Linked DNA regions of Sus scrofa: region 2 is linked to region 1. The links are chromatin contacts, called in public Hi-C maps. All regions are on one chromosome and are shown on one strand. The core of a region is the stretch at or near the end of the contact, and the rest is flanking DNA. Distances in the headings are between cores, read along the strand shown.

Region 1 (6,029 bases), core at 1,933-4,432:
GCTGTGGCTGGCAGCTGTAGCGCTGATTCAACCTTTAGCCTGGGAACTTCCATACGCTGTGGGTGCAGCCCTCAAAAGACAAAAAAAAAGAACTTTCAGATCCACAGTGATGAGAAAGAGTCCTAATCTGTGATGAACTTGAACAACTACTACACACAGAAACACCCTTACTGGATAGGTGGCCTCTCTAATCAAAACCAGCATATCAGTATATGTAGGAATAAAATCTTTTGAGATTCCAAAAAGTGGTGTCTCAAAAGATTTCTGGACGGAGAGCATTACCGCTTAATCCCATAGCCAAGAGGTTATAAGGGAAGCCTATGCCCTAAGTCTCGACCAGAACAGGTTCTGCTAACATTTTTATAAGAAACATGGTTTGACTATCTACATGATGAACTCTTGGACTCAAGAAGTTCATAGTTTAATAAGGTGCTCTTAGATTAACAGTTCTTACCTGCTGCTGTTCACTTTGGCACCTAGAACTTTAGGCTTTCAATAAATAATAGTAACTCTCAATAAGGGCCTCTTTGAGGGATAAAAACTGTTATCGGAATATCTTCAGTTCAGATGGCTGATCACAGTATGTTTGCATGCTGTCCACAATCTGATCCTCCTTTCTTCTTAAGGTAGAACTTCAATATGTCTTCTCAGAGTTACTGCTTATCCACCTTGGTTGCCAGGTCTTATTCAGCTTGCCTTCCATACAGCAGTTGGGATAAACTATTGATAACAGGTGGGCCCATATTATAGAACTGCATGTTTTGGGGTATCCTTGCTTAACTATTTTTTATGAAGTATGGCTCACAGATGACAATGGGAAAGTCACTGAATAAGCTTATAGTACCATCTGTGTAAGTCCAAAAAAAGTATCACTTGGAAGTTTCAACAAAATCTTCAACAAGCTTTGATGTGGAGCTTGATATAGTATTAGTGATATACTTTGCCTGACACAGATGTCTTCCATTTCCATTTTCTCCCCCCCCCTTTTTTTGGTGGGGGCGGGGGGAGCACCGCAGCATGCAGAAGTTTCCAGGCCAGGGATCAAACCTGCGCCACAGCATTGATTTGAGCCACAGCAATTATAATGCTGGATCCTTAACTGCTAGGCCACCAGGGAACTCCTGACTCCATTTTCTATTTCTAATCTTACGTATCTTCTGACCCTCTACTGTGCTGTCAGGGAAATGGGAATGTTTGCTTATTGAATGAGTCAGTATGAAATGAGTTTTTACCTCTGTATTTTTGAGAAAGTTACAGCAAACCAGGCTGTACTACTTTTCATCTAAAATTTTATAAATTTGGATCAATATTTCAATCTGGAAAATGTGGCTAAGGAATAGAGAAGGTCCTATTACAATCTAAACTTAATCATCCCTCCATCCCCCACCCCTCTTCAGTACACTCTTGCAGCGAAGGCAGTGGATGTTATAACTGGATACATCACTTCACACATCATCTTAGACATTTCCAAAAATTAAATACTAACAGATGCCTGACCTGGGAAAAATATTTAATCAGTGAGAAAGATTTTTAACCTTATATCTAAACAATATCATGTAAAGCCGTGGATATAGCCAGAGAGAAGATGAAGTATGCTTCTTGGTTTCAGATTTTATGTTAGAGAAAGGAGTACAGCAATAGAAGACATCCTTTTTTTTTTTTTTTTTTTTTTTGTCTTTTTGCTATTTCTTGGGCCACTCCCATGGCATATGGAGGTTCCCAGGCTAGGGGTTGAATCGGAGCTGTAGCCACTGGCCTACACCAGGGCCACAGCAACTCGGGATCTGAGCCGCGTCTGCAACCTACACCACAGCTCACGGCAACGCTGGATCTTTAACCCACTGAGCAAGGGCAGGGATCGAACCCGAAACTTCATGGTTCCTAGTCGGATTCGTTAACCACTGCGCCACGACGGGAACTCCATGAAGACATCCTTTCAATCAGGGTTCTCGACCACTTACCTTACTAGATGCTAGGCACTGACAAACACATCTCAGAGCAGACAGTAAGCTCTTTCATTTCCAGAACTGCCCCCTGCACCTCCCAAGGAACAGACCAGACTACTGTTGCCCATTTCTTAGGGGATTTGAAGAATCTCAAAGAGTCACTGTGTCTTTGAGAGCAGTCAATGAACAGCTACTCCTCTGTATATCTCTGAAAAGTTCACTACTAGTGAATCCCTCTTTTCTACATACCAGAATTCTTGACCTTACTCAGTTATTTTCCTATATATAAAGAGGTACACAGTTTTTCAAGGTCCCACACAAACCTGATATCCCAAGAAAGGCCTTCCCTAACATGAAACAAAGCCATTACACGGTGTGGCGGCCAACAATAGATCCCAGGGCAGCCCATATGAATGTCTTAGGATTTCGTCCTCGAAAGGACTCTGGTTCTTTTTCTCTTTACTCTCTTAAGAAGGGCAGCCGGTGACATGAGGAAAGCAGCATCCTAACCTGTGAGCAGACTATAGACACAAACAAAAGACTAGGATTCTGAGACCAAAATGGGGTCCCTAACCAGAGGACCGCTTTTTTTTTTGGCGGATGTTTGGCTTTCAGAGGCGCCAGGGAAATCTCATTTATTTTACGTCGGAAAGTAGGAGAAAGCAGAAAAAGAGGCGGTTGGAAGACTCAAGAGTCTTAAATAAAAAGCCCAAGATATCCCTCCTCCAGAGCAGCAGATCCAAAAGACGATTCCCGCCCAGAACCCAAAAGAAGAGACGAGGGTCGTGACACTGGACGCTCGGGACTGGAAACAGCACGCACACCCTGCCGGCTCCTTCCACACCCCTCCCCGACCCGGGGACATCCCCACCGGGCGGTGGGGCCAGCCCGGGAAAGGCGCTTACCCACTTCCAAGCACCAAGCACGGCGACCGCTCCTATCTTGACCGCTCGGACAGCTCCTCGCTCTGGGCCGCGCAGCCGCAGCTGCAGCACTCGCGCCCTGCTCGGTCTGATCCCTGTTCACCGCACACCCCTCTCAGGCTGCCAGACGCCTCACCCCGAGTGCCCAGCCGGAGCCCGTATTTAAAGGCTTCCACCGGAGAAGGCGGAGGCTTCATTCCCCGGCAGCCAGGCCCTCCCGGACTCTGCCCTCCGCCGCATCCTTACTCCCCCTACCGCCACGTTAGGCCCGGGACCCACCCCTATTTCCTGCGGGGCCCAGGGGCGGGGGACGGGGCGTGGCTAGTAGGGGCTGGGAGGGGGGCATTCCCCGCCCCCAGCCGAGCCTGGGCAAATCCCCTCGGACCAACTCAGCGGCGCCGCCCCTGCCGGGAGCGGCGCTGGGAGGAGCTGCGTGTGCGGCGGGTCGGCGCTCCAGGGCTACGGCCTCGGGAGAGTCTAGCTCAGGTTCTAGTTCCCGGGTAGTCTGAGGCCAGCTCTTGCCCTCCGGCCCCCGCTTCTCTCCCATTGTGCCTGTCCTGGCTCACTGTCGGGACTGAGATGGTGCCGCGTGCGCGCCAGGTCAGCCATATTCTGGAGCTGGGGGGGGTATTGGGCGGGCTGCGGCCCAAGGGGACCGGAAGGACCAGCCCCCTTTCCGGTCTCCCCATCAGCCTAGCGGGCCGGCCTGGTCTTTCGGGCCCCTAGACCCTGCGGGTCAGACGTATCCAGCGGCTTACTCCATCTCCACGCTTTACAGGCTCGTGGGTCTGCCGCACCCTCCAGGCCCGCCGCACCCTCCAGGCTCGCAGCCCAGGGTTTCGTCAGATTACGGCCTCCTCGCCCCTTCTGGGAAGGAGGCGCCTCATGTCTGAAGGATGATGCTGAATCCGATCATGACTGGACCAGTTCGTACCCTCGCCCTGATCCTTGGGTAGACAAGCGGGGCAGCCACGCCCTCCAGGCACATTTTTCCAGATACTCCTGCCAATTCGGGATTTGAGCTGTCTGTGCATGATATATAGCGGAGAGCATGGAAGATAGAAATGTCGCGTATGAGGAAGAGTAAAATTGACGCATGGAGCCTCCCACTTTTGGGGGGGAGATGGGGCGGCGGCTGGGGCATGTGTAAGTTCCCTGGCCAAGGATGGAAGCTGCGCCACAGCAGTGGCCCAAGCTGCTGCAGTGATAACTCTTGGTACTTAACCCCACTGTTCCATAAAAGAACTCTTGATGGAGCCTCCCACTTTTAATGAAAACAGTTCTGTTCCTGTTTCCCCACTCCAAGGTCATTTTAAACCTCAAATGTAAAAAAAGGCAGAACACTGTAAACCAACTATAATAGAAAAAATAAAAATCATTATAAGAATAAATAAATTTTAAAAATCATGACTTTTTCCCCCTCTCATTAAATTAGAAATTATATCAGAGTTCCCTGTGGTACAGTGGTTTAAGGAATCAGCAGCGTTATCACTGCAGCAGCTGGGGTCGCTGCTGTGACCCAGGTTCCATTCCTGGCCCTGGAACTTCCACAGGCCCCGGGCAGGGGCAAAAAAAAAAAATTACATCAAGTGATATACAGTCAAAGTCAAATACCATTTTGAAAAATGTCATGAGGAAAGTGGTTATCAGTATATAAAGGAGTATTAAAATACCCTATTTGGAATGTTGATTGAGCAGAGTTTGTTGTGGATTGTAGAAAATGTGATGAGATATGTAGGCATTGTACATTCTATGCAGTTAAATTAATTCATCCAATAAGTATTTAGTGCCTATTGTGTTAAACAGTACCCTAGAGACCAAAGATGAAAAACCGATTCCTTTTTCCAAAGCTGACAGGCTAGGGAGTTCCCGCCGTGGCTCAGTGGAAATGTACCTTTCTACCATCCATGAGGATTCAGGTTCAATCCCTGGCCTCGCTCAGTGGGTTAAGGATCCCGGCATTGCCAGGAGCACAGCGTAGGCCAGCAGCTACAGCTCTGATTTGACCCCTACCCTGGGAACCTCCATATGCCTCGGGTTCGGCCCTTAATAAAAAAAAAATAATAATAATAAAAGACAAAGCTTATGGGCTAGTGGGAGGGAAAAATGAACAAGTGATTGCAGTTCATGTGGCAAATGCTATAACAGATGTATCTTTTTGGACTTGGTATATGCATAGGTTTAAGTTTCCTATTATAATTGACTTTCTAATAAAAGCTACTTTTCTATTATTCTTCCCTTTATCTTTTTTCATTTTTAAAAATTTTATTGAAACCGTTCATTTACAATGTTGTCCCTCTTCCCTTTATCTTGGAATTGACATTTTTCTACCTAGTGTTTGCCTCATATTCTTTGTATTTTGATAATAATCATAATCTTCAAAACAGTCAACAGGATCTCAGACATTAAATCAGAATATCAATATTATCTAGAATGGACCTTTGGATATAGGACAACTTTTCTCAAAATGTGCTGACAGTCTCTGAGATCCTTTCGGGGGGATCCAGAAGGTTAAAACATTTTTATGATAATACTAGTATGTCACTATTTTCACTCATTCTCACAAGCATACAATGGAATTCTCCAAAGGCTGTATGACATGTAATGTTACAACAGGTCAATGCAGATACCATAGATTTACAAAAATGTAAAGCAATGCCAATCCTCTTGCTAATTTTCGGCTTAGAAGTAATTTTTCATAAAATATGCTATTTATATTAACATGTAATGATTTATTATAGTTATTTTTAAGGAATTAGTGTATTCTTTTTCTTTTTCTTTTTTTTTTCTGTCTTTTGTCTCTTCAGGGCTGCACCCGTGGCATATGGAGGTTCCCTGGCTAGGGGTCTAATCGGAGCTGTAGCCACCGGCCTACACCACAGCCACAGCAACGCCAGATCCGAGCCACGTCTGCGACCTACACCACAGCTCGTGGCAAGGCCGGATCCTTAACCCACTGAGCTAGGCCAGGGATCGAACCTGCATCCTCATAGATCCTAGTCATTAACCGCTGAGCCCTGAAAAGACCTCCAAGTGTAAAGGGATTCTGAGAACAAAAAGTTTGGGAACTGCTTGATGTATGCCAGTTATTTCAGATTATGTTTCATGGAGCTTTAAATTTCCCTAGTGGTGTGTCAGAGTCTGAGAAAGAGAAGGAGTG
Region 2 (6,016 bases), core at 1,643-4,142, 110 kb after region 1:
ATAATGTCACTCCAACCTAAGAAATATAATGTCACTCCAACTTTTTGACTTCAGAGCCAGGGCTTTTAATCTCTGTTTTCTAAAACTCTCATACCTATAGGCTATTATTTCATGACCTGTGCAGAGCGGCTATGGGCAACAATGGAGAAAGACTTTCTGAAAATAAAGCAGCTTACTAGATTTTAATCACCCAAAAGTGATTATTTCAAATGAAGAATTCATAATCGAGAATTTATTCTCTTTTTTCCCTGTAAGTTGTGCATACTTTACATGAATCACAGCACCAATTAAATTTCCACTTTTGTAAGTTTCTCCATCATCATCATCATTGTTGTCATGGTTGGCATCGTCACCCAGTGTTACATTTAACCAGTAACATCAACAGTAACAGTGATGTAACAGTGACTGTTACATCATCCAGTCCATTAAACTGCTTGTGTTAACCTGATGCTAGAATCTTAAAGAATCAATAAATCAGAAAGTCTTTACCTTATGCTTCCTAGTGTGCTTGGGATTTTATCAGATGTCCACTCCCTTCAATAAAGCAAAACAATCTCTGCCTGCACAAATTTTGAGAAGGCATTGCATGATACAATTAGATAATGCAAAATAAAAGAATTTAAAATAGAGGCTGAGCTGTCTGATAAAGAGGTAGTTCTTTGTTCTTATCTTCCTTATACGCAAAATATACACATTTAAACTCCTATTCTGAGAAGAGAAAAAGTAACAAAAGAACGAGTAAATTGACATTATATAAGGCAGAATTTTTTATTTTTTATATTTTTTATTTTTATTTTTTTGATATTTAGGGCCGCCCCCACAGCATATGGAGATTCCCAGGATAGGGGCTGAATCAGAGCTGTAGCTGCTGGCCTACACCACAGCCACAGCAACTCAGGATCCTAGCCGTGTCTGCAACCTACACCACAGCTCATGGCAATGCCGGATCCTTAACCCACTGAGTGAGGCCAGGGATCGAACCTGCATCCTCATGGATGCTAGTCAAATTCGTTTCTGCTGAGCCATGACAGGAACTCCTAGAATTATTTTAAATGCAAATTTAACATTTTAACCAATTTTGTTATATTTTTAGTAAATACGCTTCCAGTGGTTTTACTATCACACAAATAACTCTTGGTTTAAAAATTTTTTAAAAATATTACACCAATGTTTGACTTTAAGATCAAGGAGTTCCCTGGTATCTCAGCAGGCTAAGGATCCAGCATTGCTAGTGCTATAGCTCTGGTTACTGCTGTGGTACAGGTTCAGTCCCTGACTTGGGAACTTTATGCTGAAGGTGCAGCCAAAAAAAAAAAAAAAAAAAATCAACTGATAATTACTGAGCATTTTCCATATATAAGAGACTTTGTTGGACACTGAGAGAGAAAAAAAGAAGTAAATGACAGGGGATGTGCCTATGAAGAACTTCTGAGCTGGAGAGGTAAGAAAAAGCAAATGAGGAGTTCCCGTTGTGGCTCAGTGGGTTAAAGATCCAGCATTTTCTCTGAGTACGTGGCTTCAATCCCTGGCCTCACCCAGTGGGTTAAGGATCTGGCGTTGCTGCAAGCTCCAGCGTGGGTCATAGATATGGCTCGGATCTGGTGTTGCCCTGGCTGTGGCGTAGGCCTTACCCGTAGTTCTAACTTGACCCTTAGCCATAAAAAGAAAAAAAAAGAAAGAAAAATAAACTCCTTTGCTTCTCCTATGGCTACAGAGAAGCTTTTACCACCCTAGTTCCGCAAATAGCTGCCTCTCTAACAACTCCTCACCTTTTTTTTTCTGGTTCCCATCACTCAGCATTAAAAAAAATTTTTTTTTGGTCTTTTTTTTTTTTAGGGCTGCACCAATGGCCTGTGGAGGTTTCCAGGCTGGGGGCTGAAGAGCTGTAGCCGATGATTGCGCCACATGCACAGCAACGTCAGATCCAAACATCGCCTGTGACCTACACCACAGCTCGTGGAAATACTGGATCCTTAACCCACTGAGCAAGGCCAAGGATCAAACCTCCGTCCTCATGGATACTAGTCAGATTGGTTTCCACTGAGCCACAATGGGAACTCCTGATCCTTTAATGTAATTGCTTCTCGATGTTTTTTTTTGTTCTTCTCATTCGACACTGTCACCCTAAATGTGGGTCTTCAAATTAACGTCAATGCCAATGACTCCCAAAGCTGTATCACTTTGTCCTCTGGAATCACCTTTCCAGTGGCCTGCTGGATTCATTCCAATGGACTTTATCTCCTTTACATTGATTATGCCCTGGTTTTCAGTGGTAGGTTTTTGGATTTTGTTTTGTTTTGGTTTTCATTTTTTTGGCCGTGTCCATGGCATGCGGAAGCTCCTGGGTCAGGGGTACAACCCACGATACAGAAGTAACCAGAGCCACAGCAGCAACAATGCTGGATCCTTAACCCACTGAGCCACCAGGGAACTTTACTTGTAAAATATTTGATTCAGACAAATCTGTAATTTACAATTCCTGTTTCTTTTTCTACATTGATTTCAAAAATAGACTAATAGAAGAGTTCCCAAACATGTGGAGCAGTGAGTTAAGAATTCGACTGTAGTGGCTCGGGTTGTTGTGAAAGTGTGCATTCTACCCTGGCCTGGCACAGGAGGGGTTAAAGGATCTGGTGGTGCCGCCACCTGCAATGTAGGTTGCACCTGCAGCTCAGATTCAATCCCTGGCCCAGGAACTTCCATATGCCACAGGTGTGGCCATTAAAAAAAAAAAAAAGAAAAGAAAAGAAAAAGAAAGAAAGAAAGACTAGCAGAAGCCAACTTCAAGATTCTCCTTTATTTTTCTATTTTTTGGCCAGGCCAAGGCATGTAGAAATTCCCCAGGCCAGGAATGTAACCCATACCACAGAAGTGAGCCAAGCCACTAAAGTGACAATGCTGGATCCTTAACTGTTGCGCCACAAGAGAACTCCCAAGATCCCTCTTTAAACCTAGATCATATCCTGAGCATCCAGACAGCTCTGTGCTGTCTCCTGGATTCCTTTAACTGTCAAGAATTAAAAGGTGAAGAAGAAGAGTTCCTGTCGTGGCACAGTGGTTAACAACCCTGACTGGTATACATTAGAACGCCGGTTCAATCCCTAGCCTCGATCGGTGGGTTAAGGTTATCAAAAAATTTAAAAAAAAATTGCATTTCCACAGTAATTCCTTGGGTGAGAAGATTGCACACCTAGTAGAGATCCATTGATTAATTATAAATTAACATTTTTGGGTATAACATGACAAAGAGCTATGACATGGAAAATAACTCCCATATATTACGCTGGATAAAAGAAACTTGCTTTGAAACAAATCCATGGACTTGGAGAAGAGATTTGTTCTAAGGCGGAGGGGGAGGGAATGGGATGGACTGAGAGTTTGGGGCAAGTAGATGCAAACTATTGCATTTGGAGCAGATAAGCAATGAGATCCTGCTGCATAGCACAGGGAAGTATATCCAACCATGTGTGATGGAACATGATGGAATAGGAGAAAAAGAAAGTGTGTGTGTACATATGTATATACTTTGCTGTACAGCAGAAATTGACAGAACATTGTAAATCTAGTATAATAAAATTTTTTTAAAAAGGATAATAAAGGAATCCTATGAGCACAAAGAAAAAAAAAGAAACTTGCTTTGACCTCATTTTCTTCTCATTATCTTTCTTCTCCTTTATCACCTTTTGAAGGCTTTTTTGTTTGCCTTCTTTTTACTGGATTTATTTTTATTTTTGTTTTGTCCCTTATATCAATAGTCCTCCTCTTCCCTTTTCTTTACCCTGCTTAGTACATCATAGAAATGTATAATTTGAAGTTTCGCATACTGCACTTTTTTGTTTTTTAATGGGAATTGGGCAAGAGGAGGAATTTAAGATAGGAGAAAAAAAAAAAAATCTGTGGTATAGTCATTTTCTGCCTCAGTAGAGAAATAGTGCCTTCTAGTGTTTGCAATAACAATTTGTACATGCACCATTTCAATTCATCTGAAAAGTAAAAGTAATTTTATAATTTTCCTACCATTTGTAATAATTACATAAATGGAATTATTATCCCTATTTTAGAGATTTAAAAGCCAGAATCATAAAACATTTATTTAATGTTGAGATGATGATAGCACTTAGACCAAACATATGAAAGAATTAGAAAATTGTATTCCATTTAAAGCCCATCCAGCTGCCATCAGTCACCAACTAGTTAGGAGACAGATAATAAAAATATGATTCATGATATTGCCAAGCCCACTAAAAAGAAGGCCATAGAGAAAGAATTGCAAAAGCTGGTTGCTTGAGGGCATTATGAGTAGGAAATGCTACAAAAAGTTTAGCACAAACTTTCTATCCCTCAAAGTAACACTTTAGGATTGGGTTGGTAGATATGTGCTTTTTGGTTCTGCTGCTTCTGAGTCATCTCTATTTCTCCTAGAATTAGCCATGTTCTTTTGGAGAAGAGCAGTGCTCTCAGAGAGGCCAATGTATTCTTTTTTTTTTTTTTTTTTTTTTTTTTTTTTTTTTTTTTCCTGGCCTCGATATTCAAAATTTACAGGCCAGGGATCAAAACTGCCATTGCAAGCTTTTGCACAGCAAAGGAAACCAAAAAGAAAACAAAAAGACAACTTACAGAATGGGAGAAAATAGTTTCAAATGATGCAACTGATAAGGACTTAATCACTAGAATATATAAGCAACTCATACAACTCAACAGCAAAAAAGCCCTAATCAATCAATGGAAAAATGGGCAAAAGACCTGAATAGACATTTCTCCAAAGAAGATATACAGATAACCAACAAACACATGAAAAAATGCTCAATATCGCTGATTATAAGAGAAATGCAAATCAAAACTACCATGAGATACCACCTCACACCAGTCAGAACGGCCATCATTAATAAATCCACAAATAATAAGTGCTGGAGGGGCTGTGGAGAAAAGGGAACCCTCCTGCACTGCTGGTGGGAATGTCAACTGGTACAGCCACTATGGAGAACAGTTTGGAGATACCTTAGAAATCTATACATAGAACTTCCATATGACCCTGCAATCCCACTCTTGGGCATCTATCCGGACAAAGCTCTACTTAAAAGAGACACATGCACCCGCATGTTCATTGCAGCACTATTCACAATAGCCAGGACATGGAAACAATCCAAATGGCCATCGACAGATGATTCGATTCGGAAGAGGTGGTATATATACACAATGGAATACTACTCAGCCATAAAAAAGGATGACATAATGCCCTTTGCAGCAACATGGATGGAACTAGAGAATCTCATCCTGAGTGAAATGAGCCAGAAAGACAAAGACAAATACCATATGATATCACTTATAACTGGAATCTAATATCCAGCACAAATGAACATCTCCTCAGAAAAGAAAATCATGGACTTGGAGAAGAGACTTGTGGTTGCCTGATGGGAGGGGGAGGGAGTGGGAGGGATCGGGAGCTTGGGCTTATCAGACACAACCTAGAATAGATTTACAAGGAGATCCTGCTGAATAGCATTGAGAACTATGTCTAGATACTCATGTTGCAGCAGAAGAAAGGGTGGGGGAAAAAACTGTAATTGCAATGTATACATCTAAGGATAACCTGACCCCCTTGCTGTACAGTGGGAAAATTAAAAAAAAAAAAAAAAAAAAAAAAAAACTGCCATTGCAGCAAACTGAGCCACAGCAGTGACAGCAGGATCCTTAACCAACAGAATCACTGGGGAACTTGTATAATTTTTTTTTTTTTTCTCTTTCCTTTTTGTACCCTGCAGCATACGGAGTTCCCAGGCCAGTAATCAGATCCGAGCCTCAGGTGCAACCTACAGTTACAGAACATTGAATCCTTTAACACACTGCCCAGCTGGGGATCGAACCTATGCCCTGGTACTGGAGAGACTTTGCCACCCCTTGCACCACTGTAGGAACTCCTTTTAATAGAAAAGTATATTGGAGTTTCCATTGTGGCTCAGTGGTTAACGAATCCGACTAGGAACCATGAGGTTGTGGGTTCGATCCCTGGCCTTGC

What was found. Hi-C and Micro-C count contacts between places; a contact is called where the count stands out from the background.
Region 2: a Hi-C map of subcutaneous adipose tissue shows a contact between it and region 1, with 2.2 times the contacts expected there. The contact joins the enhancer-like site here to the promoter of UGDH in region 1. A contact is called at or near these places in 2 of 5 promoter capture datasets (fetal liver and liver), 3 of 47 Hi-C or Micro-C datasets (fibroblasts, liver and subcutaneous adipose tissue) and 1 of 2 datasets of contacts at active chromatin or transcription factors (skeletal muscle).

Annotation. Positions count from the first base shown.
Region 1 is chr8:30,756,177-30,762,205 of Sscrofa11.1, forward strand. UGDH (UDP-glucose 6-dehydrogenase) reads right to left here and starts at 3,183. Exons shown (of 12, transcript XM_003356899.5): 1 at 2,852-3,183. LOC110262078 (a long non-coding RNA gene) reads right to left here and starts at 3,469. Exons shown (of 1, transcript XR_002346605.1): 1 at 2,957-3,469.
Region 2 is chr8:30,864,724-30,870,739 of Sscrofa11.1, forward strand. No RefSeq gene overlaps it. Among named protein-coding and RNA genes, the nearest start is that of UBE2K, 20 kb to the right of the region's middle. Within about 2 kb of position 2,893, at least 4 of the 83 cell types and tissues checked have an H3K27ac peak or open chromatin away from gene starts, as enhancers often do. A contact at or near this core is called in fetal liver, liver and subcutaneous adipose tissue, where this site is marked.